Linked DNA regions of Sus scrofa: region 2 is linked to region 1. Evidence: chromatin contacts called from public HiChIP or PLAC-seq data. All regions are on one chromosome and are shown on one strand. The core of a region is the stretch at or near the end of the contact, and the rest is flanking DNA. Distances in the headings are between cores, read along the strand shown.

Region 1 (6,493 bases), core at 1,242-3,741:
TAGCCTTGAGAGGCGGGGCAGGACCAGAACCAGTCAGGAAGGTTATGAGCTTTGGAGCCAGGCCAACGGGGGCTGAGTGCTGGCTCTACCTTTCCAGGTGTGTCCTGGGAGAGCCTCAGCCACCTCTCGGAATCTCTGTGTGGCTACCTGTAAAATGGAGGTAATCCCACCCACCTCACCAGCAAAGCCGTAACCATGTATAGATGTCCTCTGAGTAATGGCGGACGGCTACTCACTCCCTGCTGCCTCCCCTCCTGAGGATGTGGCCTCTGGAGAAGGGGGCGGGGAGGAGATGCTCCAATCCTCCATTCTGTCCCCCCCTGAGGCCCTCGGTCTAGTCCCTGTTCATCCCTTCTGGAAAGACCGCCAGCTGGTGACACCAGAGGTTCTGGAACTTTCTCACCACAGATTTCCCCCGCACTCCTGGGCAACCTTCCTCCTCCATACACGCCCTCCTTCCCCAAATCCCCCCAACCAGGCCTCCACGTGAGTACCCGCTTCTACCCTCCCTCCAAACTCATCCCCCAGAGGGAGAAGGAAGGAGCCTTCTCAATCTCTGGAAAAGGAAAACGCAGTGGAGGTGGCGTTGCTCTGTTGCACCCACTTCGGAAAAGACCGAACTGTGGGCTCCATGAAGTGCTGCTCCAGGCAGGAGGGAAGAGGCTCGGGGCCAGGCACGGTGGGCTGAAGCTGTTCCAGAGGGACCAAGGCAGGCAGGCCGGACACAAGTGCCCCCATCCCAGATCCAGCCTAGAAGAGGCCCCTAGAATGTTCCCTGGGAGCTACCGCCATCCAGCCAGAGAAGAAGCGCCTTAGAGGCGTCCACACTGGGCCCTGTTCCTCCCTGAATGAGGCTTCTTGCTGTTTCTCAGTTGCCAGGGAGGAGGTGGCTGCAAGGAAACCCTAGAATAGGCACCGCAGAGGCCAACACACTTTAAGCTTCGGATGCTCACAGGGGCCAGGCTTCCCACAAAGCCCCATGTTCTGCTCAGCACTTTGAGCAGACGTGTTGGCCTGTTTGTTCTTTCAGAAGCCGGGAGTGACTTGTTTCTGAAAGGTAGGCACTCCTCAGGTGGGTGGTCTTTGCATTTTCTGCATGCTTTGAGTCCCTTCCTCTTCTTTTCAGGACCACTGAGGGGTTTCGCATTCCCCTCTCCCAGCAGTGCTGCTTGGGGGTTTGGCTGCACAGCGCATCTGCGCTGGGTTTTCCCACAGGCCCCTGCAGAGGCAGCCCCGTTGTCTGCAGAAAGCCCTGGGGGGGCCCGTCGGGGGAGCGGGGCTGCAGCTGTGGGCCCCCGCCCTTCTGCAGCAGGCTTTGATCAGGTTTTGTGGGGGCTGCGTGCAGCCTGACCTCCCATCTCCAGCGTCTCTCAGGTGGAAAGTTCTGTTCAGCCTGTCTGTGGCTTCAAAGGCTCTCCCTCCTTCGGGCTGGGACGAGACTGATAATGGTTCTCATTTTGTTGTCGTCTGATCTCCCAGCAGCCCCCGTCTCTCCATTGACAGGCTTCTGCTTGTTTGCCTGGGCTGCTGTGGCCGGGCTCAAACCACCTTTCTGGTTGAGGAAGCACATTGACATCCTCTTCCATGGAGGCGCCTTTGATGGCTCAGACATGGCCTCCAGCCCAGACAAAGGTGACCAGGCCACGACAGCTGGGCACCTGGCAAATCAGACTCTGGGCACTGGGCAGGGCAGGCGTCTGAGAGGCCAAGGACTCTCTGAGCCTGTGCATCGGAGAGGAGGAACCCTCAGCGCCTCCCTGCCTGCCTCTGCGGTTGGAGCTGCAGGAAGGCCATGCTTTCTGCTCCAGTTCCCGGCAGGAATCCGGCTGGGGGGCCTGAAGGCACACACCGCCCCATGAACCTGGGCAGAGCATAGGAAAAAGGCCACGGACCCGAAGTTGAGCTGTTCACAGAGAACTTGAGCTATTCACTGTCTTGAGCCCTAGGCACCAAGCCAGCCAAAGTCGGGAAGTTCCTTTTGTGGCCTATTCTTTCCAAGTGTTGTGCCCTTACCGCCTCAGTTCTCAGCCTGGGGGGTAAACAACAGCTAAGGCAGCCACTCCAGAGTCCACTTCCGGCTCCCACCCCACACTGCTTCCAACCTTGTGCTCCGGCCTGAGTGAAAGGACCAGGGCTGGCGACCACGACGGGTGTCAGCATGTTTCAGATGGAGCCCTGCCTCACCAGAGGGCCATGCGCCTGGCCACGCGGTTGGGGTTAGGCTGCACATGGCCCTTCGGTTTCCTCATATTTAACATGAGGGTGGCCAAGGGCAACAGGAGCGGTCAGGAGAGCATCCTTCTTCCCCAGCCTGATAGCACAGTGCTCTTCCTTCCTTTTGATCGTACTCAAAACAACTCCTGCACTAGAACAATGAGCCCGGGAGGGCCAGAGGGAATTTATTATGCGGCTGTCCTGGGGCTCGGCCTTGCCTGCCTTTATCTCACACAGAGGTCTGCGTGGGAGGAAGTCTGGCAGGCCCCGGGGTCATCTCTGCCCCAGCTCTCCCTCCAATACAGAGCACTGGAAGGATGAGGAAGCAGCGGCCACGTTAGCCAGGCCTGGCCTAAGCCACAGCCAGCGGGGGGGGATCAGCCCAGATCTCCTAAAACTCTGATGGGGACTCTGTGAAAGGCAGGGGGACTCCCGGCATGGAGAGCCCGCCCAAGTCTAGCCAGCCTGCTTAGGACAGGCCTTTCTGGAGCCCTTCTCTTGGTCTGTTTCCTCTCTTCTTGGTCCTGGCTGTGGTTGGGGGGAGGGAGCTCTGTGGATGTGTCCTCTGTGTGTGGACTGTCCAGGATTCTCACTCGGCGGAAGCCACTTGGTTAGGAGTTTTGCCTACCCCTCCAACTTGGGGAGAGAGGAGAAAGGCTTGGGGCCTTGGGGCCTTGGGGCCGAGATGGGTCTCAGTTGTGACTAGATTTCCCCAGAAGTTGGATGTTTTGCTGTCCCTCTGCTGTGAGCAGGGTCTAACCTGGTCCTCTCAGCAACTTTAATCTCAGTTAATCTGTCATCCAACTTTAGTGGCAGTGCTGCTAATATACAAAAATCCACTTTTGCCATCCAGCCAGGCGCTGTGGGATGCTGTGGGACTCTGGGTCCACCATCTTTGTGAGGCTTGAACCTTCTGTAATTCTGTGGATTGAGTAAAGATAGACCTGGGCTCATTGGCTGAATGACCTTGAACAGGCTACAGGACCTCTCGGAACCTCAGCCTCCTCATCTGTGGAATGGGGATGTGAGTACTAACCTTGTAGGATTATTCTGAGGATCAAGGGAGATAATGTCCATAAACACATCTAGTATGTATTAAACCTTCTAGAAGTAGTGAGGTCATTACTAGTCCCACCGTTTAAAACAGGGGGGAGGAGTTTCCGTCGTGGCGCAGTGGTTAACAAGTCCGACTAGGACCCAGGAGGTTGCGGGTTCCATCCCTGGCCTTGCTCAGTGGGTTAAGGATCCGGCATTGCCGTGAGCTGTGGTGTAGGTCACAGACGCAGCTCGGATCCTGTGTTGCTGTGGCTGTGGCTGTGGCGTAGGCCAGCATCTACAGCTCTGATAAGACCCCTAGCCTGAGAACCTTCATGTGCCACGGGTGCAGCCATAGAAAGGACAAAATAAAATAAAATAAAATAAAATAAAATAAAATAAAATAAAATAGGCGGGAGTGTCTGATCTGACCCCAGACTCTGAGTAGCCGCCTTGAGTGAGCCGTGAGCCCTGCTCTCAGCCAGGAGGATCAAGCATGTGAGGGACACTGGAGGAAAGAGACCCACAGCGCAAAGTTAAGGAAGTTCACCTGGGACACCAGCAGCAGATCCAGGAATGAACTTGGTTTTCGAGACCACCAGATCCTCCCACCCTCCAGTCCCCCCACCTCTCTCTGTGCAACAAGTCTGTATCTGTCTCCTGGGGCTGCTACAACAAATTATCATAAGCTGAGGGGCTTAAGCAACAGAAATTTATTCTTTTGGAAGCCAGAAGTCCAAAGTCAAGGTATCAGCAGGGCCATGCTTCCCCCAGAAGGCTCTAGGGAAGGATGTCTCCCTGCCTCTGCCAGCTTCTGGGGGCTCCAGATGTTCTTGGGCTTGCGGCAGCATCACTCCGGTCTCTGCCTCTGGGGCCACACGGCCTTCTCTTCTTGTATCTCTCCTCTGTGCGTTTCTTCTAAGGACACCTGTCCTTGGATTTAGAGCCCCTCTGGGGGAATCCGAGATGAACTCATCTCAAGATCTGCAACTCAATTTCATGTGCAAAGACCCTTTTTACAAAGGAGGTCACACCCACAGATTCCAGGGATTAGGGCGTGCGTGTATCTTTTTTTCTGGGGAGTCGCCGTTTAGCCCACCACACCCACCCACCCTGCAAAATGCCCTGTTGGTTTATGACTCAAAAGGTAAGAATTCTCGCCTGTGGCTGGGGAGGAGGAACCCTCCTCTCCAGGCTGACATCACTGGTGCTCCACTTGGCCCCCCAAAGGGAGTGGGGTCTATTTTCAAAAGCTAATCTGGCTGTTCATTCTTTACTCGCTAGCAGGGGGTGAGGACAAGTTCCTCCTGTCCTGTGAAAAGCTGAGACCCCCTTACATCCAGGGGCAGGGCTCAATGCAGAGCGGTGTCCTGGGGCCTCCTGCTCTTGGCGGGATACGTTAGGGTGTCCAGCCCATTGTGCCTCTGAGGCTCGTGAGCACGTGGGAAGACCTGCTTCCAAGTGGTGTGGGGCGTCTCCTTCCTGCCAAGCCCCACAGGAAGCCCTCACTCTCTGGGCGCTTGGCCCCTCATCTTCCCTTTGTCATTCTCCCAAGGCTCCACACTCACAGACAACACCCGGGAGACCCTACTCCTCTCTTTCCTCAGAGGCCTCCTCGGGCCTCGATCCCCCACCCCACCTCCCCACTTCCTCTCCAGACCCTTGTTCGGCCCTAAAGGTCTGTGTCTCATAGAAAGGGCACTGTCTCAGGGGTTTCCCAGCCCTCTCAGGAAGGCCGTCCCCCCAGATGGCGGGGACTTCAGCTACGAGACTGAGAGGGAAGGACAATTACCATACAAGAGTAATTTTTATTCTTCCAGTTAAATAATACTGCTATGAAGATGTAACACAAGCCTTGGTTCCTTCCAGGAGGGGTCAAGAGAGAAATCAGTCGTGTGTCCTTTCCCTGCAAAGAGTCTAACTGGGCAGGGCTCTCTTGATGGCCTTGCCTTTCCCCTCAACAGCTACTGTTAATAAATTTGCTCTTGCAGCTTTGTCTTTAAAGGTGTTCCTCTGTTTCTGGCTCATAGATGTTGATGAGTGTAGCGTTCAGTGTTCACAAAAGCGGGCGTTTGAAACACTGAGTCACAAGCCAACAGAGTCCTGCACATTTACTGGAATCTGGCCAAGGGTGGAAAGGTCACTGTGACCGTACAGTCTTGAGAATAAAGTAGGAGTGAAGATAAACTAGAAAGAAGACACAGTAGACAATGAAATTCTTTTTTTTTTTTTTTTTTTTTTAATAGGGCCGAAGATGTGGCATATGGAGGTTCCCAGGCTAGGGGTGGAATCAGAGCTACAGCTGCTGGCCTACACCACAGCTCACAGCAATGCCGGATCCTTAACCCACTGAATGAGGCTAGGGATTGAACCCGCATCCTCATGGATCCTAGTTCAGTTCCTTACTGCTCAGTGGCAATGGGAATTCCCGATAATGAACTTCTTTGGTGCATTCCTTGCTTAGGTGAGGAGAGAAGGGCAAGGAGACAGGTAAAGCCTGCTACTTTCTGAACCATCCTTCAGCTTATCTGCAAGGGCTCCCCTTTCTCCCCTTACCCTGTCCACAGGTGTGTGCAAAATTGTTTCTTTGCATAGAGGCTGTGAGTTCTGTCTACATGACACATGGCCCTTTAGAGCTAGAAGGGCTTTGTCGTCCTTTAGAATGTGACTCTGAGAAGGATAAATCAGACCTGTGCTGGTGGGAACGTAAAATGGTTCAGCCACTGTGAGAAACGGTGTGGCAGTTCCTCAAAAAGTTAAGCAAAGAAGTAGTAATCCAGAAATACCACTCCTAGATATCTACACAAACAACTGAAAACAAGTATTCAAATAAATACATGGAGTTGTGATAACAAGCCCGACTAGTATCCATGAGGATGTGTGTTGGATCTCTTACCTCGTTCAGTGGGTTAAGGAGCCAGCATTGCCATGAGCTGTGGTGTAGGTCGCAGATGCGGCTTAGATCCTGCATTGCTGTGGCTGTGGTATAGATCAGTAGCTGTAGCTCTGATTCAACCCCTAGCCTGGGAGCCTCCATGTGCTGCAGGTGTGACCCTGAAAAGCAAAATGAAGGAATGAAAATGAATAAATAAGAAAACGAATGTACCCACAGATCCAAAGCAGCACTACCCACCACAGCCAAAAGTGGAATGGAATATGCTTTGGCCCTAAAATGGAATGAAGTACTGATACAAGCTACAATGTGGAGGAACCTCAAAAAATGTGCTAGTGAAAGATGCCAGAC
Region 2 (6,493 bases), core at 1,294-3,793, 250 kb after region 1:
GTGCTGGCTGGTTTTTCATATATATATATATATATATATATATATATATATATATATATATATATAATTATCATCACAAACAGGAAGTCTGGCATTTGCGAGGCAGTTGGCTTCAGGAGCCTGCATGAGCCAGTTATGCACATGGCACTAAAACCAGGCTCCTAAGTCCGGGTACACTGCTCTTATCTTGTGATACTTAAAACTGGCTCTGGACTACTTGAATTGGTTTATTTTTTTTTCATTGCTTCAGTGAACAGCAGGAGGAAACAGGCGCTCGGTTTTTCAATGTGCTTATGAGCTTCAATTCAAGACGCAGTTCATTTTTCCAGAGTCAGAAGGGAATAGATACTTGAATCCAGGTGTTCTGTAGGCTGGAAGAGATTTAAATCCCCGAGTTGCCTCAAAAGCAGAAATGTTTTCCCCAATAATCTTCTTCTGAAGCAATATCCCAGGACAGGGAGTGTTGAGGCAGATGCACCTCTGCTCACATAATTGAAATAGCAGGTGAGTAAAAGGGGGAGGGGTCAGCTGATGTGATGAAGGGTCATACAGGTGTCCTTGAAAATGGGTGCAAACTGGAGAAGCAACATGTGTGCCTTCTCAGAGACTTAAGGGACAGATTGATACAATTAGCTCAGGGCTGCATACAAATGACACTCCTTTTGTGTAGATGTCTGCAAGTCTCTCTAGGGCCAGCAGTCACTTGGAATTCAGGTCAGCCAGGGAAAGCTGAGTGGGAACATGTGTTTCTGTGCCTCCAAGAACGACTCCCCAACTCCTTCCCAAAGAAGCACATGCAGATAATGGCCTAAAAGGGGTCAGTGTCCTGCTAGTGTTTGGCTGAGGCTTCCAACCTCATTTAAAAAAAAAAAAAAAAGAAGTTAGTCACGTGTAGGAAAATAACATAATCCAAAGTGTGTTCTGCCACAGAAACAACCAATATGGTTGCCAAACACCCAGGGAGAGATTCCTAAAAATCTACATAGCACGAACAGATTCCTGACCTACAATCTACACAGAATACACTCTCTACTGTCCTTGGCCCCCTTCCTCTTCAGCTTCATTTCTAATCATCTCCAAGTACTCACCTCTCACTGGCACCTTAATTTGAACTCAGCATGTCACAAAGGAACCTCGTCACTCCCCGAGGCTGGTCTTCCTCCTAATTTCTCATCGACAGCGTCATGCTTTTTCTGAGTCCCTAATCTGGGGCATCGTCTAAACACCCACATCTGTATCCAAGCAGTCACTGTCCGCCCATTTGACTTCCAAGGTGCCTCTCAAGTCTGCCCCTCACCTTTGCTCCTCCTACTCCCACTTTCCAGCTGGTCCCTTTTTGTGACCCTTTTCTCCCACCCCACACGACCCTCAGAATTCGCTTCCTGAAAACACAATCAAATGAGGTTATTCTTTCTTACAACTTCAGACGTGCTTACAGGGGAAGGCCTTAGTATGCTCCACAAGGTCCACCAGACTCTTAGCCCAACTTAACACACTTGAGCTCATCTTTTGCCACAACTCCATTTTTAAAACGTCTTCTACCTAAGCATGCTGTTGTTCCCTTTCCCACAAGCCATTCCCTCCATTGGTGATGCTCCTCCCACTTCTGTCCATCTGAGAAAGTTCTACCTATTCTTGAAGTTTCCACTCCAGTGTTTCCTTTGCAGAAACATTTGCTGTCGCTCCCATGCTTTCCCAAGTATTTCGCTCATGCCAATCACAAAGCACTAACACAACGCTGAACTGCCGTCAGAGGTGATGTCTTCTTCCCAAAGACGGGAACACTCAGGTCCTGGTAATTAGCAGTAAGTGTCCGTGAGCTGAATGACTAAACGCATCCCCAAAGCAAGAGAAGTGGACTTTCCAGGATAGCTAAGTGCGTCATGAATCTAAAACTAAACATTTCTTCTAAAATAAACTTCATGAGAAGGAATATCAGCCAGACAAAATAATGTCATCAATGTAAGTGGTCTTGGCTTAGACAACCAGAACTGACCTCTCAGTCTGTGAATGTGGTCTCTTAGGGCAACAACCAGTATGGTGCCTGACAAATAACAGCCCTGTATGAGTGGGTGCCGTTGTCACCAGAGGGTTCTATTCTGACCTTTAGTCCATCTAAATAAATAGAAAAATAAGCTGTCTACTAAGAGGCCTACAATACTTAACCTTACATTAAAAAAATCAAAATTCCCACTCACAGCCCCATTTCCTAACACAAGTGAACCCCCCACCCCCCCCACCCTATTTCAAATACATGAATGAGCTGATGGCCTAGGGCCATAGCCCGCATGCTGGCATCTGAGGACAGATACTTAAATGCTCTTGGCAGTATCTTCTAGGTTTTCCTATAGGCCAACATCAGGCCAATTTATCTGACCTCTTTGATCTGCACGGCTCCTCCAGGACCTAGAGCTATTTTCTAGAGGCCTGAATGAGTCAGAAGAAGAACATGATTAATCAACTTGGAAAGATTTGAAAGCTGGAAGAGAGCCATTCTGTGAGTAAAACCTCGGAGCTGTGGGGCTGCAGCCGTTGGAAAGTTAGGGGATTTCCACGGTTGAAGCCATGTGGCCGCCTGGCTATGGTCCCTGACCTTGCAATAAAGACAGAACAGACCTCGCCGGGTGATTTACCTCAGACAGGCTCCTATGGCTGCTGCCTTTGGCTGCTCGCTCTGACTTGACAAAACCAAAGTTATTTCCCCCTGAGCCTTAGGAACTGGCTCCGCAAATTCCCTCTGCTTTTTCTTCCCAATGGGTAGCATTCTCAGCCCCTTGGCTTCACTTTTATGTACAGAGAGGCTTATAATTAGAAGGGTATGTAAAGCATCTGGCCCAGGACTAGACAAACATTAGGTGGGTCTGCTCTTTCCCGGCACGCAAGGTGGATGGGACCCTATTGCTCTTCTTTTTTTGACAGCTGGGAAGCCCTCAATACCACTTGAAATCACTTTTCCTTAAGATGTGTATCACTTGCCACTGCTTCTCACTTGGGCGACTCACATTCTCCCAAATCTTTTATAGGGGACTGGATTCCTGAAGTGACATTTTTTTAAAGATGCTACTCTAACAGTGTCGGGCTTTTATTCCTTAAAGTCCTGCAGACACTGAGGCTGAGTAGGATAAATACATGTTCCCTGTTTGCTGTTTAATGTGTAATGTTTTATTGAGGCAAGAAAAGCGTCTCGAATCTCTGATCTGTCTCCACTGGTATGTCTCTACTTCCATTCTCTTGCCCTTCCACGTTTGGTACGCCCTTCCCTCTTTCTTCTTTCTTTCAGTCAAACACAGCAATCGCTTGGATTTTATTCCCATTTATTGCCATCTCTTTCCTGCTTCTGCTTTCTGTTCTATCACCGCACCCATAATAGGTTCTTTGTGTCTGCTGTCGAAAATGTGTCAGCAGGATCAGGATGTACTAATGCCTGACTGCTTGCTGGTCTCCTGTCCCCGTTTCTCTCTTTAATATCATCTGGTTTCCTTACGTAACTTCTCAGGACCTCGTCCATTAACTTAAGAAAGAAATTTAGGCGAAGGTGTTTAATTCTCTTCCCTATCAGAAAAATGAAAACTCCAAGTGTCTGCCCATTCAGCAAACTAACTGCCTGAATGCGGTCATACATCTTAGCTATACATGCAGACATATACATGTAAACTTTCACTGACAAAAGAGTTCTCATCCCTTGAGTCATGGTTCACAAGGCATTTGTTGAGCAATGCTAGCTGCTGCTTTTCACCGTGCTGGCATGGAGAGAGAGCCCTGGGGATTTTGCCTTTTGGCCCACAGATCAGTAAACACATTAGGGATTAACCGTGAAGTGATAAGAAGCTTGGGAGTAGGGCACTAGAACATTGATTTAGAGGAGGCGAAAAGAAAGGAATTTCAGGAAAAGGAATAGAAGTTATGAAATGGAAAAGAATTTTTAAAAGAATGTGTGTGTGTGTGTGTGTGTGTGTGTAACTGAATAGCTCTGCTGTACAGCAGAAATGAACACAACACTGTAAATCAACTATACTTCATTTAAAAAAAAAAAAAAAAAGCTATGAACTGTAAGACCAAATAGGGAAAAGAAAGGAGAGATGAAATAGAGTTAAGAGAAAAGAAGATTTAGAGAGAAAACACAAGACTAGATGAAGGAAGGCAGAGTGGTTCAGGAAAGAAAGAAAGCGGGCATAGAGCCATGAGAGCAGAAAAAGGTGGCCCACAGCTGGCCATCCACTTGAGAAAAAGCGCACGAAGGAACATACTTAGGAGTAAGTAAATACAGATGAGAAAACATTCCAAGTCAATGTGTCATCCGCATTTTAAAATCCCCTTTGTTATTATAATCTACTATCCACAATATGGCTTCTTGTTAGAAATCCCTCAGCCTATGGAAATAGAAATCTCTGTCTTGCTGATCCTTTTGAAGTGAGTTACTCTCATCAAAGCCCGCAAAGACTCAAATCCTGTGGATTGACACAACTCAAAAGTGAGACAATCGCTTAACCGGGAGGTTCTTGTGACAGTTTACTTCTAATAACTGGCCTTAATTTTGGCCTTCCAGAAGGGATGACGACAGTGATGATGGTGATTTTTATCACAAAGAATTTTTTAAAATTCATGTTGCTCCAGGCAACTACAATGACCAGTGATGCCCCTTGCTAATGACTGGTTTAAATTCTAAAAGTACGCTGGAGACAAAAGGACGTGACAATTACAGCTGAGCACTCCTGAGCTGGGACAAGCATCTGCAGGGCACATCCTAAGACGCAGAAACCCCTGCATGGCTGTTCATTTCTTGGGCTGTAAGCCTGAATCTTTTCCTCCCCTGCACAGATCTGTAGTGGACATCTGCTGCCTTTGAATCTCCCTTTCTTTTGGTAGAAATACCATGGTTTGGGAACTCTTGTGACCTTTGTTGTAGGCAGTGCTGGTGGGACTCTCATTCCAGGTGCAGGTGATTCCTGTAGGCAAGCACAGGCTTATAACCCAAGCCAGCCAATCAGATTCTCTCCTGGGACTCCGAATAATTAGCTGAACAATAAAGATGTAAAAAAATTCCTGGAATGGATTCATTCCAGAAGTAGTACTGTGAGGTATCTATTCGTTCCTGTTTCCTGGATTCCTAGAGTTGTCCTGCTCTGAAAATATATTCACTCTACTTTTCCTTCAATTCTATGACCCATTCCATATCCCTTCAAAACTTGGGGGTTTTTGTTTTTTTTTTTTTTCCTTTAAGGTAGCGAGAGTTAGCTTCTGTTAACATCAAAAACTCTCAACTAATACAACCCACATTATATTGAATCAAAAAGTCATCTGCATAAGACTGCCCTACAATTTGATGCTTTTTGTAGCCTCTCAACTGGCTACAGGCCTGCTCTCTGTGTCTACCCAGCTGAAAGAAGCGAACTTGTTCTGAAGAGCAGGGGCAGAATGCAGAGACTGGCTAGAGGTGAGTTGAGTTTCCTCAGCCTCGTCAAAAAGCTGAAATTTTAATAAGAGATGAAGCTATAGCCTGGCCCATGATGGCACCAGAAGCTGATCACGAACAATCATTCTATCAAACGTTAAGTCATTAATTTAGAGATGAGGCAATCCAGAAAGCTGTGGGGGATACAAAGATACAGAGGTACAACACGGTTCTGATCCTGGCTCCCAGCTGAAGACTTGTCTAACCAAAAAGGTCTAGCAAGCCCCACACTGGACCTGGGATACCTGCCCTGTTGGTTACCTTCCTGGAGACAGAGTGACTGACCAGCTGAAGAGGAAGCACTGTCCAGCATATGCCAAAGACCTTGTAAGAATGGAGCTGAGTCAAGGACTGGAGACTGGGGCCTAGTTACCCCAACACCCTGAAGACTGCCTTTTTTTTTTTTTTTTTTTTTTGCCATTTCTAGGGCCGTTCCCGCGGCATATGCAGACTCCCAGGCTAGGGGTCTAATTGGAGCTGTAGCTGTCAGCCACAGCCACGCAGGATCCGAGCCGCATCTGTAACTTACACCACAGTTCATGGCAACGCCAGATCCTTAACCCACTGAGCAAGGCCAGTGATCCAACCCGCAACCTCATGGTTCCTAGTCGGATTCGTTAACCACTGAGCCATGACGGGAACTCCCCCTGAAGACTGCTCTGTTCTGAAACTGTGAGCAGATGAACCCATATTTTATTGCAGCTGTCTACTCCCTGGGGTCATTCTTTCTCAGCCCACAATACATAAGACCTTGAAAATGGCAATTCCTGCCACAGTGGAGATGAGTAAGCCAGAGGCATCTTACATAATGTCATACTCTTACCTACTGAGAATTGTCCAGAAGTCTCAAGCATTATTTCATCATCTTGGTCCTTATCACATACTATTCCAAAATGCAATGCATTCCTCGTCTTATCTACAAAGGCCCCTCCAGGAAAGAATTTTATAAGAAACTCTAAATGCCAAGAATTCCATAGGTGGGCCAAGAATACAATTAGGCCAATAGTGACTAGGTTCTCTGGCTCCTGGCCATGAAAACAT

What was found. HiChIP or PLAC-seq counts read pairs in DNA pulled down with a chosen protein or histone mark.
Region 2: an H3K27ac HiChIP or PLAC-seq map of skeletal muscle shows a contact between it and region 1. The contact joins two enhancer-like sites. A contact is called at or near these places in 2 of 47 Hi-C or Micro-C datasets (liver and skeletal muscle) and 1 of 2 datasets of contacts at active chromatin or transcription factors (skeletal muscle).

What each region holds. Positions count from the first base shown.
Region 1 is chr7:92,192,254-92,198,746 of Sscrofa11.1, reverse strand. All of the region lies in intron 11 of RAD51B (DNA repair protein RAD51 homolog 2), which reads right to left. Among named protein-coding and RNA genes, the nearest start is that of ZFP36L1, 300 kb to the left of the region's middle. Within about 2 kb of position 2,491, at least 31 of the 83 cell types and tissues checked have an H3K27ac peak or open chromatin away from gene starts, as enhancers often do. A contact at or near this core is called in liver and skeletal muscle, where this site is marked.
Region 2 is chr7:91,942,546-91,949,038 of Sscrofa11.1, reverse strand. The region is part of intron 8 of RAD51B (DNA repair protein RAD51 homolog 2); the gene reads right to left. Among named protein-coding and RNA genes, the nearest start is that of RAD51B, 350 kb to the right of the region's middle. Within about 2 kb of position 2,543, at least 42 of the 83 cell types and tissues checked have an H3K27ac peak or open chromatin away from gene starts, as enhancers often do. A contact at or near this core is called in liver and skeletal muscle, where this site is marked.